2 separate regions of the Macaca mulatta genome follow, and region 1 is linked to region 2. The links are chromatin contacts, called in public Hi-C maps. All regions are on one chromosome and are shown on one strand. The core of a region is the stretch at or near the end of the contact, and the rest is flanking DNA. Distances in the headings are between cores, read along the strand shown. Region 1 holds the start of TMEM42 (transmembrane protein 42). Region 2 holds the start of ZNF502 (zinc finger protein 502).

Evidence for each region. A called contact is a pair of places that touch in the nucleus more often than the background predicts.
Region 1: a Hi-C map of fetal cortical plate shows a contact between it and region 2, with 4 times the contacts expected there. The contact joins the promoter of TMEM42 here to the promoter of ZNF502 in region 2. A contact is called at or near these places in 3 of 14 Hi-C or Micro-C datasets (CD4 T cells, fetal cortical plate and liver).

Annotation. Positions count from the first base shown.
Region 1 is chr2:108,197,211-108,203,032 of T2T-MMU8v2.0, forward strand. TMEM42 (transmembrane protein 42) reads left to right here and starts at 1,941. Exons shown (of 3, transcript NM_001194661.1): 1 at 1,941-2,154; 2 at 4,255-4,401; 3 at 5,097-5,739. The coding sequence starts at 1,963. The coding sequence ends at 5,237.
Region 2 is chr2:108,036,558-108,042,508 of T2T-MMU8v2.0, forward strand. ZNF502 (zinc finger protein 502) reads left to right here and starts at 2,012. Exons shown (of 4, transcript XM_028844025.2): 1 at 2,012-2,152; 2 at 3,987-4,084.

The sequences.
Region 1 (5,822 bases), core at 691-3,190, 160 kb after region 2:
AGCCCATCATCACCAGGGCTGGGGACCCGGAGATTAACAACGATATAGTCCCTGCCCTCAAGGAGCTTGCAGGCTAGCAGAGAGACAGACAACCAGAGGAACAACCACAGGACTGGTATGAAGGTAGGGGAGTAGCAGAGACGGCTTTACAGAGGAGGTGGCTCTGAGATGCTTAACCTTTAGTACTAGTAGAGGCATCATTTGTTCTAAGAAAATTCGCTTTACATTCTTAATGCATGCAGAGTTGATCAATGCAACACCTCTTGATTTCCTCATAAGAGCTTTCAGAGGGTATCATCTTTGAGCAGCTCTTTACTCAATGGAGTGGTGCAGTGAGACCTCTGAGCCTATTTCCTCATCTGCAAAATGGGACAGTTTGTACTATATCGGCGTTACTGAAATTACCCGTGCTTTTTTTTTTTTTTTTTTTTTTTTTTGAGACAGAGTCTTACTCTGTCACCCAGGCTAGAAGGCAGTGGTGCAATTTCGGCTCACTGCAACCTCTGCCTCCAGGTTCAAGCAATTATTTGCCTCAGCTTCCCGAGTAGCTGGGATTACAGGTGCCTGCCACCATGCCTGGCTAATTTTTTTTTGTACTTTTAGTAGAGATGGAGTTTCACCATCTTGACCAGGCTGGTCTTGAACTCCTGACCTCATAGTCACCCACCTCAGCCTCCCAAAGTGCTGGGATTACAGGTGTGAGCCACCGCGCTCAGCCTTATCCGTGCTTTTATTTGAGCCACAAAACCACCCTGTGAGAGAAGCAGCACAGTGTGGAAGGACTTCCATAAAAAGTTGCTAAACATAAGATACAAAAAGAATGCTGCTGATCAGTATGTTCAACTGCGAAATAATTTTTGTTTAAAAAATGCATATACATTCTATAATTTTTTAAAACACTTTAACTGTATATAACAATAGACATATAGAAAAATGCTCTATTAACATTGATTTTCCTGGAGAGTTGCAACAGCACTTTATACATTTCAACACCACTTTATTTTCAAGGGAATGTAATTTTTAAATGGGAACATTTTATTTCTATTTTTGAGACGGAGTTCACTCTTGTTGCCCAGGCTGGAGTGCAATGGCACGATCTGGGCTCACCACAACCAACGCCTCCTGGGTTCAAGCGCTTCTCCTGCCTCAGCATCCCGAGTAGTTGGGATTACAGGCATGCTCACCACGCCTGGCTAATTTTGTATTTTTAGTAGAGACGGGGTTTCTCCATGTTGGTCAGGCTGGTCTGGAACTTCCAACTTCAGGTGATCCGCCCGCCTAGGCCTCCCAAAGCGCTGGGATTACAGGCGTGAGCTACCACGCCCGGCCGTAAACATTTTAAACATGTAAGTGCAATAGGAGATTAGAAGTCATGTTGATTCTGCGTGGCTTGATTATGGATTACTATCTTCCTCTCATCGCGGATCCGCATTTTTTGGTTTTCTGTGATGCGCTTGTCCCCATCTGGGGCTCTGGCGTCTTTCTGGGTCTAACGGTACCCAGCGCCCTCTGCCGAAGATCTCGGTACGGCGTCCTCAGGCTGGAGGGTGGAGCGGAGGAGGCCTGGTCGACCTGTATGGACTCGGTGGGCCGAGGCGGGGCCCGTTCGGCATCTTTAATAACTTTCACCGGGACCCGGTGGCCGGGATGGAGACGGCTAAGCCGCGAGATGTTTACCTACTACCACAGCGTCCACAGTACCCGGCTCGGCCTTAGGCCTCGGGTCCCGGCGTCCTCTCGGGAAGCACAAACCTACTACAGAGTAAGCCTGAGGCCACCATAGCCCTGAGGCTCTGCCACGCCCCCTGGCCCGCCCCCTCCGAGGCGCCGGGGAGCGATTCCCAAAGTGCCTGCGGGAGCGCCGCGTCACGGGAGCGCCGCGTCACGTGAGGCTGCCGTCCAATCGTGGCGCGCGCTCGGTCCTGCTGGCGGCTGGCGCCAGGCACGGTGGCAGCGGGCAACATGGCCGAGAGGCCGCGGCCTCCGGGCGGCGCCGTGTCTGCGACCGCCTACCCCGACACCCCTGCGGAATTCCCTCCGCACCTCCAGGCGGGTGCAATGCGGCGCCGCTTTTGGGGCGTATTCAACTGCCTGTGCGCCGGCGCGTTCGGGGCCCTGGCCGCCGCCTCCGCCAAGCTGGCCTTCGGCAGCGAGGTCGAGCCCGGGGCGCTGCTGCTGCTGCTGCTGCGGGCGGGCGGGCTGGGCGGCGCTGGGCGGAGGAGGGGCGCTGCGGGGCCCGCGGGGCTCCTGGGGTGGGGCGGGGGTGGGCACAGGGCGCCGCCGCACCCTCGCCGGTCTGTCCGGCTGGGGCCCCCGGCCGCGCACGGCGCTGCGGTCAGCTGGGGTGGGAGAGTGTGTTTCGCCTCTAATCACGCCAAACCCTCGTCCAGTGTAGGCGGTAAGAGACGTCGGGGACTGAGGCCTCCTCCCTTACCAGGGACCTAAAACCTTTTCTCCGGTTGGGCTAGTTCGCTCTCGGGGAAGACCTACACCTCCTACATCCACCCTCTACCTCTCATTTTAAGTCCCTTGTGCCTGAACATTTCTCTCCACGTGACTCTTAAGGTGAGAAGCCTGTTGCCCATCCCTTTACTCCGTAATTAACGGGTATTGTGACCAGATGACCTGTCTGCCCCACTACCAGGAAAATTGGGAGTTTGGGATACTGTAGGCATAAGCAGATACTGACAGAGACGTTCTGGTTGTTTTCCTGACGCTGAGAACTCCCAAACTTGCCTCCTGGCGTCTGCTAAGGTGTATCTCTGCCTCTCCCGTCCCATGTCGTAGACCAGCCTCTGCTTGCTAGAGGGGTTTCATTGCATCTGCAGCCCAGGGTTAGCCTCTGACCTGGACAGTGGTCACTGATTATTTAGGGTTAAGCCTATTTAGGGCTAATCCAGTAGGAGCTGCCATGCTTGAGGTTAGTATCCCATTGGGTGTAGTTCATAGGGTAGGTAGTCGAAAGTAAAATGAATAACTTTGTATGGGCCATGAAGTTTGTTGTCATGAACCAGACCTTCATAACCCTTTATGTAAGCAGGTTGCCACTGGCCCATATGCTGCTTTGTGTAAGACAAGGTTGTCCAACTCGCGACCCAACACAAATTTGTAAACTGAAAACATGAATTTTTTTGCGATTTTATTTTTACTGTTTTTAGCTCATCAGCTATCATTAGTGCTAGTGTATTATATGTGTGACCCAAGACAATTCTTCCAGTGTGGCCCAGGGAAGCCAAAAGACTGGACACTCTGGTGTAAGTTATAAGAAAGCACCTTTTTCTCAAGACACTATGTGTTCAGCTGCTGAGAAACCACTACAAGTAATAAATATGATACTTAGATTCCGCCCCCCGCACCCTCCCCTCCTCGCCTTGTCTCCAGGCCGGCTTCTAACTCACCACCAAGCAAGGGGGGCTGCATATCCTTTGTGTAGGAGGCTTCTAAAGATCCTCTCTTTTCTTGAGACTTTCTCCTTTAAAAAAGAAAGAAATTATCTGCAAGTTCTCCAAGGAATGTCTGGGATCACTAAATAGTCTGAGGTGGTGTTTCCCCCAGGCAGGACTGTGTCCTAGTTAAGAGCATGGAGGTACACTGCCTGATTGTGAAGCCTGGTGGCTCTCATCACGGTAGCACTTTAAGAAAGTTACTTGATGCCCCTGGGTCTTTATCTGTAAAATGAAGTTAAGGAATAAATGAGAATGCTTAAACTCTTAGCACAGGGCCTAACACAGAGTAAAAGCTCAAGAATGCCCAGAGGGGGTGAGCCTTGCTGGGCTATAACTTGTATAGGATTTGGGGGTGGGAATACAGAGCATACATCGCTAATTCGTGCTTTCCCTGATCTCAAGAAGTAAGAACTCCATCCCTGACTTAACTCATACTACCTACGGAGTAAGAACTACTTGGCCCTCTGGGACTGATCTTCAGGCACTGGTCATTGTAAGACCAATAAGGGGCTGGTGTCAGTAGAAAATACTGACTTTGGATTAGCATTTTGCTTCTTCCCAAGATCGTATGGCCAGCAAGGTGGCCAAATGAGTGTCTTCTCTGAATTTGCTTTACTTGTAAGATGGGTCTGCTGCCCACTGAGGGTTAAATGAAGCCCTGTGCAGAAAAGCTCTGAGGCCCTCTGAGCTGTAGTGGGAGCTCAGTAGGAGCCTGGGTGCCAGCAGCCACAGCGCTGGCTGTGCTGTGAGGGGGTCTGCAGGTTGCTGTGCAGGGTGGATGTGGCTGCAGTGACACTTTCTCCTGCAGGTGAGCATGGGTTTATGCGTCTTAGGCATTATTGTGATGGCGAGCACCAATTCTCTGATGTGGACCTTCTTTAGCCGGGGCCTCAGTTTCTCCATGTCTTCAGCCATTGCATCTGTCACAGTGACTTTTTCAAATATCCTCAGCTCGGTGAGTAGCCTGAGGGTGTGGTGCTCTTATCCTAAATCTGGGTTCTGGGTGAGTTGTCTTTGGGTAACCCCTCCTTTCCCAGACAGGAGAAAGGACAGGAACTGAAGCAGAGGTTGGGCTGTGGCTTGACCCCTGGATGATGCTCTATTCATGAAGCAAATGTAATTCTAATCATGGAGGAATTCTCAAGTTAGATTTGAGTGAAGCCTGACAGTAAAAAGCCTGCTTGCTTGCTGTGCCTCCAGGGTGGAGCCCTCATTCTGAAGTCACTGTGCATCCTAGCTGTTTCCTAGGTTTCTGTGCACTCAAGGCTCCATGAGATTTAGAGCATTGGGATTCCCAGAGACTTTTCTTCCCTATGTAATCTGAGGTTGACAAGATGGAGCTGAGCCTAGTCAATCTTGAATTGAGAGAGAAACAAATACCAGGTACCAGCTGTGTCTACCTGCTGGCCTCTACTGGGTCTTTCTTGTGTGCTTTGCTGAGGTCCAGTGCAGTGAGGGAGGTAGCCTCTCCATTCATGCAGGTGAGATTGAATAGAGTGACTTGATGAAGGTGACAAGTAGGTTTCAGGCCCAAGGCTTCTGGCTCCAGACCTTTCCTTCTGGCACCCTTAGAAGGAAGTTAGTCCCAGGAGAGTGAGGTTGTGCCCACCCGCTGAAGTTGAGTCCCTCACAATTGTCTTTGTCCCACAGGCCTTCCTGGGCTATGTGCTGTATGGAGAGTGCCAGGAGGTCTTGTGGTGGGGAGGAGTGTTCCTCATTCTCTGCGGACTCACCCTGATCCACAGGAAGCTTCCGCCCATCTGGAAGCCCCTTCCACACAAGCAGCAGTAGCACCACTTGGCTGGACGGACTAGCTGGAGAGATCACGATGGTGGCCCAGCCTTGGGATGGCATGTGGGACTGTGTCCTAGGGCGACCCAGTTGTGCAGCCTTCTGACCATCAGCCAAGGGAAGCAGGCCTCTGACGGAGCAGGCTTGAGGGTGGACAACTCTGGCTCTGTAAGGAGAGGTGCAGCCACAGCAGTGTTCTACTGGAAGCGTTTTGATCATCTGTGCAGTGCTTTGGATTCTTGCTCCCAGGCCCACACCAGTGAGCCTTCGCAGATGCTGGAGATCCTGGGGTTGGTCTGCTTTGTGTATGGTACTTGAAACCACGCTGTAATTATTATCCTGTTGCCAAACAAAAGCCAGTCATGTAACTCTAGAAGCAGTGACTGGTGGGGCCTTCTGACAATTCCATGCTGATGTATCAGGCCATCTGTGTCATGCTTATGTATTATGGCAAGAAGAGGAAAACTGGGTGAATAAATACTTTTTTTTGTAAGTTAAAACTACCAGGTACAGTGTCTTAATTCTTTCCTTCCCTTTGGAGTAAGAGGGAGCCAGAGTGAGCTGAAATCCTGGTGTGAAGGAGGC
Region 2 (5,951 bases), core at 762-3,261:
AGGATGGTCTCAATCTCCTGACCTCGTGATCCGCCCGCCTTGGCCTCCCAAAGTGCTGGGATTACAGGCATGAGCCACCATGCCCGGCGAAGAATTCTTTGAAGGGCTTAATCCCAGTTGTAAGGCAACATTTTCTCTCGAGGGACTGCTTTGTTGCTGAAGAGTTGAGTCTCCTATGCTGATGTTTTTCTCTTTGACATCTTTGACAGACAGACATCTGTCGGAGTTCATGTCAACATTTTCACTACGGCTTCCTCCCTCATGAAGGAAGAGATTCTGACACCTGTATTTGAAGTTACTCCACATTTTTCCCACTTTATCCATTGATTATAAAATCGTTGGGGGCGCGTGGGGCGGCCTCATCCAGGACACCTGTGGCCCAGCAGGAAAGGGCGAGTCCGCCCATCCTCTGGTGCATCCTGTGCCCTCGGATTGCTCAGCGATCGCAGCCTTGCTTCCTCTGGACCGAGCCTGGGGATCCCAGCTCCACCAGATTCCCCCACCAGGCCCCTATCACCTTCCCTGCCGCCTCCCCTTCTTCACCTGTTTCCCCTCCCCTCTCCCCCCAAAACTACCCCTGCCCCGGAAAATACCTTCATATAATCTCTTTTGGCGGGTAAGGTAAATATGATTTAGAAGGAGTTTCTATTTCTCACAGGGAAGCAATATTCATCTCTGGAGTACATATTTTAGGTAATGTGGGGGAAGAAAGATAATTTTCCAGCAGTTTTAGCTCTCAAACAAGCAATATACATCTATATGGAATAACTATTTCCTGTAACTTGTTGGAAGTTGATGGTGACTAAGTCATTCATTAAATATTGATTGAACGCCTAGTATGTCAGCCAGTGCTCTAGGTGCTAGAGATACAGTATGAACAAAACACAAAAGGCCCCTGCCTTCAAACAGCTTACATTCTACCAAGGGAGATAACAACTGGATAGAGTGAGCTGAAGAAATGGGAATATGCCAGCTAGGTGGTACTTCCTTTCAGATGTGCAGAGAGCTTGCTTTCTGGATTTAATCTATGGCATCCTCATTTTTCAGTTTATCAAAAATGCAAATAATCTAAATTTCACCTGTATCTGATTAATGATTTCAACAAGTATTTATTTATTGAATACCTTCTCTACCAATCATTGTGCTAAACACTGAGATATAATGATAAGTAATAGCTCCATATAGCTGAGTAGAGTTGTATAAAGATGAACTGATTGGGTCTTTCACAGTTGTCCTTGGGTGGGATGCTACTTGTGTGTATCTTCCTAACGATACCTATGAAAGAAGTACAAGTGTATGCATTTAGCAGGGCACTGAATAGAAGGTTAGCTAGAGCTAGAATAATTAATAGTGATATGTGACTGTAAAGACCCATAAGGGCAACCGTCTAGGTGGTCAATTGAGAATTGGCATTGGGATTTGAAGAACCAGGATAAATTGGATAGCTGCGGTTAGGGAGAGCAGTTAGAAGGAAGGGAGATTATTCCAAAGGGAAAATCCTGGGGAAAAGATCTAGAGTCAGGAACAGGCAAGGGATTTCAGGGGGCCAATGGGAATTCAGTAACGTTAGAACAGAATGTATATGATAGGCAACCAAGAGACGTTGATATTGAGGTCAGTTTGTGTGGGCCTAGATTGGGAGTTTGTCCTTTATTCTAACATAACAGGGCATCACTCAAGGTTCTTAATAGAGACTTATTTTAAGCAGATAGAATATACTAGTTTCTTGTTGAGATGGCCCATTCCGGCTCCTACCCAGCATCCTTTCCATCCCAACGTCTCCCTATACAATTTTCCTGAGGGTTGAGGTAGCCACTGTGTTTCAGGCCAAGATAGTTGTTAATGGGATATCAGTAAAGCGACTGGGCTTGACGGGAAACAAGGCTGGAGTTACAGGCTGGGCTTGGAGGGAACGCCTTCTTCTAGGGTCCCATAGAGCTGTTCCTCCCGCTTCCTAGAGAATCAGAGAATGGCCGCGCGAGCCCGCTGCTGACGCACTACCGGCTGCGCCACCACTCTTCCGGTTTCAGAAGTTAAGGCTGATGTCCTGGCTCCCGTGAACCTCCGGGAGCGCCCGCGCCGCTCCGCGGGGAGTCCCTGGATCTCACAGTGAGCGGGTTGGGACCCAGGGAAGGGAAAAGAGGGGACACCGGTGAGCCACGGCTGGGGCGGCGGGCTGGAGGGTTATTTGGGAAGTCAGCCCCGGCCTCGATCCTCCCTAAGTTGCTGCCTACGCGTGCCGCCCGAACCTGGGACACTCCTGGCGGCTCGGCTCGCCCAACCTGCAGCCTCAGCACTGCAGACCCCAAGGCCCAGCACAGTGCCCAGCACAGAGGAGATGCCTAGAAAAATGGCAGAGTGAGTGAACGAATGAGTGAGTGAAGGATGGATGGATGATGAAGACCTAGGACCCATGTCAGGAAACGAGATCCTGGGGATCAGAATTCTCAGTTCAGATACCAGTTTCTTTCCCCGGCCTATCCTGTAGCTCCGAAACTTGTTTAGAGCCTGTTTTTATAGGAGACGGCACATAGTGTAAAGTGCGCTCGTTTGGAGTCTTGAGACCTGAGTTACAATTCTGGAGGGTACAGAAATCTCTAAAGTACTGTGTAGAAGTCTGTTCCTTGCTTCTTCACAAAGCCCAGTTGACAGTTGTATGTGATAGCATGTATGCAAACCTTAATGCCTCCCAATGAAGGGTTACTATCCATTACATGCCAAACATTACACCGAATTCAGGAGTGAGGCTACAAAAGAGTGACGCCGGAGACTGCCAAATGTAAACATGCTTCCAGTCTTGTGTAGGACGATAAGTGCATAAGCAGATTTTGGTGGTAATATTTTAAACTACATTTATTTAGCACTTACTGTATACCAGGCACTATTTGAAGCATTTGTGCTAATTGATTTAATCTTCACAACAGCGTATTATGTGTAGGGTTTTTGTTTTTTTGTTTTGTTTTGTTTTTTGTTTTTTTGAGACGGAGTTTCATTCTTGTTACTCAGGCTGGAGTGCAACAGCGCGATCTCGGCTCACCACAACCTCTGCTTCCCGGGTTCAAGCGATTCTCCTGCCTCAGCCTCTCGAGTAGCTGGGATTACAGGCATGTGCCACCACACCTAGCTAATTTTGTATTTTTAGTAGAAACGGGGTTTCACCATGTTGATCAGGCTGGTCGCGAACTCCTGACCTCAGGTGAATCGCCTGCCTTGGCCTCCCAAAGTGCTGGGATCACAGGCGTGAAACACTGCGCCAGGCCTATGTATAGTTTTTAAGTGAGGGAACTGAGGTACAAAGAGAATAGAAAACTTACAAAGACAATAGAAAACTTGTCCCAGATCACATTACTAAGTGACCCAAGGCTGCATAAGAGATAAAGTGTACTGCCGCAGCTTGGTTGAGTGCACTGTATGGTGCCGACATGCAGACCAAGAAGGGCTTCAGAGAGGAGTACATTTCAATGTGGTCTCATTGGAGGGATTGTTTAAAATTCTTGAAAAACTTCATCTAGCTCGCCTAGATTCCTTTAGCTAATTATTGAGGGGTAAGGAGGTGGCATCTGGGCAAAACCTTACAAGGTAGAGGGAGGAAGCCAGCTCTCTATTAGGTTAGCAGGATAGGGCTATTAAGAGCCTGTTTCCTTTTATCTTTCACCATAATACTCATCTTTCCCCAGATCTGCAGAGGGATCTTTTTAACATCTTAAAATCAGTAACAGCCAGATTATTCCACAATAGGCATTTGTAGAAGCACCCGTACATTACTTTCTGGGCAACTTATAGACCTAGGAGTCAGCAAATATGGACCAAATTTGGTCTGCCACTTTTTTTTTTGGTAAAACTGTTTTATTAAAACACAGGCAAATTTACATATTGTCTATTTCTGTTTTCAAACTACAAAGGCAAAGTTGAATGGTTGAGGCAGAGACTATATATCCCATTTAACCCATTAAACCTAAAAAAATTTGCTTTCTGGCCTGTTACAGAAAGTGTTTGCTGACCCTTGACATTGACAAACTGCTGACAGCTCAGATGATCCATGATTGGAAGGATGCGGTCATCACCAAGATGTCTTTCTTTCTCTGTAGGTTTTAGTATCAACCATAATAGCATCTAACCCCTGTTGAGTGCTGCCATCGAGTAGATATCTTTTTGAATGCTTTATGTGAATTAACTCATCAAGGATTCACGGATTATGAGAGCTGGAATGACCCATAAATATTGTCTAAGTTGTTACCCTTTTCAGATAAATGGCCTGTCATGTAGGCCCACTCACATAGGCTACTGGCAGAGCAAACTTTCCTGACTCCCAATCCAATCTACTATCATCTTGTGAATGGGAGGCCAATACCATAGCCTTTTGTTTTTGTTTCTGGGTTTTTAAAAAGTAACTTTTTCTAACTATAAAAGTAATATATGTTTATTGAAGGAGAAGTAAAATATATAGAAGAGTATAAAGGACTAAAGTAACCCATTAACCGATCTAGAGATAAGTGTGTAGGCTGTCTTTATGTCTTTTTAAAATGTGTGTGTTTTATCTGTTTATTAACAATAGTTTCTGTGTATTGAGTGCTTAGTCCCAGTATATGTGTGCATATTTCTTGTTTTTGTTTTAGTGTTTTGTATCTTCCTGTTTTAACATTATATTTTCTCATGAATATTCTTTGAAATTGTGATTTTTGATACTTTCATAATCTATCTTTGGTAGTCTGTCAATGTTTATTTGCCTGTTTAACAATTGTAGTAATAGTGTGATCTTTGTACATAAATCTCTGTGCCATCTCTGATTATGCTTTTTCACTTTTTCTTTGATCACAGAAGTTAGTTATTCCTATGGGAAAATTTTCAAACATTACAAAAACATAGGCTTTAAGGCAAAAGTTTACCATAATTTTATTCTTCAGAAATGATCACAATAAATAATTTGATATATATTCTTATAGATTTGTTAGTTTTGGTTTTTTTTTTAAGCAAAAGTAGAGCAAAATATAGATAATAGAGGGCATTTGGGAAAATTATTCACAATTCATTATTTTACCACAGTGATGATTATTTTTCCTTCTTGATCTTATTCAGATGTATTTTTAAGTTTTAATTTTTGAGCGGGGTCTCACTCTGTCACCCAGGTTGGAGTGTAATGGTGCTATCACAGCTCATTGCAACCTCTACCTCCCAGGTTCAAGTGATCCTTCTACCTCAGCCTCCTGAGTAGCTGGACACAAGCACGTCACATGTATATTTTAACAAACATATATTTTACATTATATTAATACTTGAAATTTTACTATATAGGGTATTTAACATATGGCATAAGTATTTTTTCCCAATAATCATATATTTTCATTTTTAATTGTCTTTATGTCTAAATAATTTTCACCAAGTAGAAGTATCATAATTTGCCAATCCTCAGTGTCCACCAATAGACAAACTTTATTTCTGTGTACATTTCAGGGGATATTTTTACAAGTAACAGAAGAATTCTGTTTCTCTTCTCTCTGGAAAGTTACTTTCTGAGAAAGTTCTAGTAGAATTACTAGGTCAAAGAATATAGTCTTTTTTTTTTTTTTTTTTTTTTGAGATGGAGTTTTGCTCTTGTCGCCCGAGCTAGAGTGCAGGGGCGTGATCTTGGCTCACTATAGCCTCTGCCCCCTGGGTTCAAGCAATTCTCCTGCCTCAGCCTCCTGAGTAGCTGAGATTACAGGCGCCTGCCAGTGCGCCTGGCTAATTTTTTGTATTTTTTAGTAGGGACGTGGTTTCGCCATGTTGGGCAGGCTGATCTCGAACTCCTGACCTCAGGTGATCCACCTGCCTTGGCCTCCCAGAGTGCTGGGATTACAGGTGTGAGCCACTGTGTCTGGCAGAATATAGTCATTTTTTATGGCATACTGATGACTCTGAGGTACACTACAGATGGTGTATATACAAAATGAGCATTCTGTTCTGAATTCCTG